Regions from separate parts of the Macaca mulatta genome. Here region 2 is linked to region 1. A link is a contact called in public Hi-C data. All regions are on one chromosome and are shown on one strand. Each heading gives the region's core, a stretch centred on a gene start, on an enhancer-like site or on the middle of the called end of the contact. The rest is flanking DNA. Distances are from core to core; before and after follow the strand shown. Region 1 holds the start of DCBLD2 (discoidin, CUB and LCCL domain containing 2). Region 2 holds the start of CPOX (coproporphyrinogen oxidase).

Region 1 (2,700 bases), core at 100-2,599:
GCCAAACTGATTCAAAAAACTGTGCTACACTACCGGAAAATAGTACTCAAGGGGAAACGAAATCATCCCGCATTCTCTTTCCATTATGATAATTATTTAATAAACAGTTTCGCTTGTTTCTGGAACAGGTTTTTCAAGGATTGTAGGTGGGAAAAAAAAAGTTTTGTCACTTTCTGGGAAGGCTTACCTTTTTAATGCGGAAAGCTTCACTTGGGCAAATTAGCATAGCGTTGGGTCAGACCCAGTGTTTGACCAAGGCAGTCTAGACCACCAGCCTCAATAACGGATTGTAAAGAACATGTTCTGAATCCAAGACTCAGAGATAAGCAGAAACTATTCCATTTGCTTCAGAACCCGAGCTCTTTCACAAAGATAATTACCACCACTTACCTTTAATAGGTTTAAGATGCTGTTTAATTAACCTGCCTTCCTACAGTGTCCATCCATCCGTGCAGCTTAACTTTAGGGGTCATTATCTTCAAAGGTTCTTTTTCCTCCCCAAAATTTTCCACAGAAGGATCTAATATCAACGAGGCTTTCATAGCAGGGTCTCACGTCCCCCTTTCAGAGAAATAAATGGCCTTGCCAAAAAGTAAAGCCGCGCCAACTTGGGGGACAGAGGGACAAGAGCCTGCCTTTGCAACTCAACCCTGTGAGTACCCAGCCAGGTCTGGCCACGCACTAAAGCGCACCGCGCCTCCCTGCAACGTCTGCAGATTCGTTCAGGGGCCAAGAGACCCGGCGCCCCGACGGAGGCTGCCCCGCCGCTCACTCCCCTGGGACCACTCACCTTGCTGGGCTCCAGCGTCGTCGAGCAGCAGGAGCAGGACAAGTAAGAGCAGGAGGAACAGAGGCATGGAGGAGGAGGAGGAGGAGGAGTTGGAGCAGGGAGGGAGGGAGCGGGAGAGGGGGAGCGCGGCCCAGGCGGGGGCGGCGGCCGCGGCCCGGACTTGGGGACACTGCGGGCAGCGCCTGGCTCTCACCACCGCCCGGCTCGCCATCGCGGCAGCCGGCAGTCCGCCTGCATAGTGCGGGCGCCCCGGGAGCCCCGCGCGCCTCGGGCCGCGGCACCCGACCAGGAGACGGCGGCAGCGGCGGGAGAACGAGAGGCAGCCCTCGCCTCACCCCGCGCCGGGACCCTTCCGCCCCTCACCCCGCTTTCACCTCCTCCTCCTTCGTCCCTTCCCTCCGCTCCCCGCGCCGAGACCCCAGGCCGGAGCGCAGGGGAGGGGAGGGAAGGAAGCGGAGTGCTCGAGCGGCGGAGGGCGGCCGCGGCGGAGCTGGGGGACGCGCCTCCCGCGCAGCGCTCCTCACCAGGATCCCCGCTCGCCGCGCTCGCCCGCGGCTCTGGCTAGCTGGCAGGCAGGCCCGCCACCCGCTCCCTCGCGCTCCCTCTCACTCGCGCCGGCCACGCCCCCTCGGCCCCACGGCCAATCCTCGGCCAGCTCTGGTCCGTCGCCTTCCGCGAAACCCAATCAGCATGCTCGCTCCTCGGTCGACCCGCTAGTTCTCCGGCCCACCCCTCGAGCTCCACCGCCCCTTATCTCCCTCTTCCAATCCCCTTCGGCCTTTGGAGGCGTCCCACCCGCCTCCTCCAATCCGGGTCCCGCCCTCAAGCTTCGGATCCCCGCGGCCCCCGCCCGGCCCGGGCGCCAGTTATTGTTGGGATCGCAGCCCAAACTGATCCCGCAGAGGCGGCAGCTAGCTAGTCAGTGACTTCCGGGACGTCCCCCATCCCGCGCTCTCTGCTCCTCAGGCCCAGCTTGCTCCTTGCTCTTCGCTCCTCCGCCGCACATCAGACCACTGGAAGGGTGTGGGAAACCTGGATCCTGGATTGTTTTAGCTGGGAACTGAGTCTAAGGGGACTTTATTTTATTTTATTTATTTTTTCTTAATGGCAGAGCGTGGTTTGTTTTGTTAAAATTGCCGCCAGTTGTTGCAACAGCTCCGAGTTACAATAATAGATGCAGTATTCAGTTTTTAATATGTGTTCCCTGTTTTCTCTGCCCTTTTTATGGCGGGGGGTGAGGAACAAAAAAGTGTAAAACAGGATCCGTGCCTCAAAGGCAATTTAAACCTAACATCCTAACCTTCATTCAAACATTCTACAAGGAGTTGTTGAGCACCTGGTATCTATTTGCACACGTTGCTACAGAAATCTTGAGATGTAGAACAGAGATGGAAATATAGCATGCAAGTCAGAATGAAGTAAGTGCTAATTAGAGTCACAAGCAGTTTGATGAAGACTGTAAGCCTGTGGAACGACAAAAAGAGGAATGCAGAGGTCTACGCAGTTATTTATTTTAGAGAGAAGAGAGTGGCCATCTAGGATGTTTTTAACAGCAGCCCCTAAAAGGACAGTGGTGTCATTAACAAATACAAAAAACTGCTAAGGTAGAACAAGTTGTGTGGGAAACTAAGTTAATTTTGGACGTATTGAATTTGAGATGCCAACTTAGTAAGTGAAGCTACGTAACAGGCAGATGGATATTTTAGTCGAAAGCTCAGATTGCTTTGAAATTATGGCTCTGGGAATCATACGTAGTCATACATGTATATATATACATATGTATACATAGTCATACATAGATGTGATATTCAAAAACATGAAAGGGACTGATATCCTCAAATGAAAATCTAAGTTGGAAAGGACTTTGGAGGTCGTATTTTTCAACTCCCCTGGATATTTCTCATACAATA
Region 2 (2,700 bases), core at 143-2,642, 290 kb before region 1:
TAGATGTAACAATATCACAGCTCAAAACAGGAGAAGTCAGGAATCCTTCAAGTTTCCACTCAAGATGTGGGGTTTCACTGTATGGGCAACACCACGGTCATGAATGTATGCCTCTATGAGAACTGGGTTCTGATGCTCATTGACATTAGAAGGGAAGACTTTCCTAGCAGGAAATCTGACGCGTGCATTTGGTAGTGCTACTGAGAAACCAATCAAATATATCTTGGGCAACAGTAAAAAGAAGTGGGAAGACTCTGACACAATGGCATCCTGGCTGGAGGAGTTTCGCCGACACTTAGCGCGCAGGAGATGAGTTCTTTCCATCTCCTAAAGAGGAAAAAGCGCAAATTCACCCAGAGAAGGAGACAAAATGTGTTCCATAATCTATTGAAATTTATGTTCAATAACGAACTTTGGACATCTAAGCTTGTTAGTTACAAATACCCCTTAAAAGTTCTAAAACAAACAAACAAAAAGCTGCTATGGAATTGCAAAGATTTTGAAATGCAGTACCACAGTGACAGCTGATCTGGGTCCACACCTGCAAGCAGAGGGCTGGTGACCCTTTCGTGTCCATCTTTTTATCAGCGGCCTCTAACCAAGCGGCCTCTCCGTGGGTACCCCCTACCTACCCCATCTCATATTGTGAACTATTACATTTTCTGTCTGCAATCTGGAACCTGACCCTTTTTCCCCCATCTCCACCTCCCGCCAAGGGCCGGCCTCCTTACCTTCCTTCCTCTCCCACCGGTCCACAGAAAAGCTGGCGCCCCCGTCTACCTGTGCCAGAGCCTGACACACCTGGGCCTGGGTCTCCAGGATCAACAGCTCCATCTTGGTCTTCATGTCGCCCGGCCTCCTTCGCAGCTCGCCCAGGTCGGTCACAGGCGGGGCCATGAAGCTGCTGCAGCGGCGGGCCAGCTCATCCTCCTCCTCCGGCCTCCCCAGCGAAGGGGCCCGCGTCCCCGAGCTCTTAGGCACCATCTCCGCCCGCTGCACATGCCCGAGGGCAGCGGCGGCCAGCCCCACCAACCCCGCCAGCGCCGCGGCCAGCCCTGTCCCCAGCCAGGGGCCGCCTCTCGCCGTCGGGCCGTGCCCCAGCCCGCGGCTCTGCTCCGTGCCAGCCGGGCCAGGGGGCCGGCAGATGCGTCTGGCTGCGCTGTGCTGGGACGAGGCTCGGAGCCCTCCGCCGCCGCACTGGGACCAGGCGCGGAGCCCTCTGCAGCCGCCCCGCGCCACGCGCCAGCAGGGGCCGACGCTCAGCCTGCCCAGCTGCAAGGCCATGCTCCCGCACTATCACCTGGGGCAGTGCCTGCGTCCCAGAGCCCGGCCTTTGAGCCGACCCACCCCGACCCCGGGAGTCCTGAGCCCGCGAGCCGCACAGGACGAAAGAACCTTTCGCGAAGAGCCACTGCAGCGTCGGGCTCCGGCGGCGGGGGCGGGAAGTGGGGCGTGCTGGGAGCTGTAGTCCGGATCCTATCGCCGCCTGCAGCGTCCCCGCGCGGGGCGGGAGATAAGAATCCGACGCGCCCAGAAGGGCTGGTCCGAAGGGAAGAGAGCGGGGCAGGGACGGTGCTGTAGAAGCTACGGGAGAGATAACAGAGGCTCTCTTGTCACGTACAACTTCGGGTCGGCTGTTTACTCAGCCAAGGAGAGAAGAGAGAGTCGGGCTGGGAGGCTGAGGGCGGACTGGGGCGGAAATGTGGCAGAGATCCCAGTCCCGCTTACATTTTCAAACAGGGTTTGCAGAATACAGAGCCTGGCTCAGGATGTATAGACTACAGACCTGCCCGTCGCTCTGGGTCCTGGTCCTCTAGAGTTTTCAGAGGGGATGGGCAGGCTGGGAAACTCCTTGCTTAAGGATGATTTTCTAAGGAGAGTGGGAGAAGCTAGTAATGGACTCGGAAGAGAATCTAGAAGACTTTCTGTGATCGAGTCCACATCACAGTTCTGTCCTTAAGATTTCCCCAGGCCGGAGCCGGCACGGTGGCTCACGCCAGTAATCCTAGCACTTTGGAAGGCCCAGGCGGGTGGATCAGATGAGGTCAGGAGTTCGAGACCAGCCTGGCCAACATGGTGAAACCCTGTCTGTACTAAAAATTAAAAAAAATTAAAAAATAAAAATAATAAAAGCTGGGTGTGAGGGCGTGCGCCTGTAGTCTCAGCTACTCGGGAGGCTGAGGCAGGAGAATTGCTTGAACCCGGGAGGCAGAGGTTGCAGTAAGCGGAGATCGCGCCACTGCACTCTAGCCTGGGTGACAGAGCGAGACTCTGTCTCAAAAAAAAAAAAAAAAGATTTCCCCAGGCCTTGCTTCTATAGTACCTACTTGATTATTTTAGAAAAAGGAAAAGCAACGTGACTGTTTTGGTTAACCAGTAGAAAATTCCTGTGTTTTGGTGATTAACAAATAATTTTTAAAATAGTTCTACTACTACTGTGGGGTGCTCCCAAATATTGCTCACATTTAATACTTAAAACAACTGCTATAAACTAGGCAGGGCAAATATCCACACTTCCTCCCACTCTGTCTCCCTTCCCCTACCCTTTAAAGACATGAGGAAAGAAGCTAACAGATTTGACAGGCAAGTCTTTGTCTCCCCTGTAACCATACCAGAGCTCCATGGTTCCTGGACATAAAAGTGTGAGAACTATTGTCATGGGCTAATTTGTCCCTTAAGTCTCCAGGATGGTTTTAATTT

Evidence for each region. Hi-C and Micro-C count contacts between places; a contact is called where the count stands out from the background.
Region 2: a Hi-C map of fetal cortex germinal zone shows a contact between it and region 1, with 2.6 times the contacts expected there. The contact joins the promoter of CPOX here to the promoter of DCBLD2 in region 1. A contact is called at or near these places in 2 of 14 Hi-C or Micro-C datasets (fetal cortex germinal zone and liver).

Annotation. Positions count from the first base shown.
Region 1 is chr2:184,686,960-184,689,659 of T2T-MMU8v2.0, reverse strand. It overlaps DCBLD2 (discoidin, CUB and LCCL domain containing 2), which reads right to left and starts at 1,349. Exons shown (of 16, transcript XM_015129372.3): 1 at 791-1,349. The coding sequence starts at 1,001.
Region 2 is chr2:184,975,393-184,978,092 of T2T-MMU8v2.0, reverse strand. CPOX (coproporphyrinogen oxidase) reads right to left here and starts at 1,392. Exons shown (of 7, transcript XM_001088605.5): 1 at 732-1,392. The coding sequence starts at 1,284.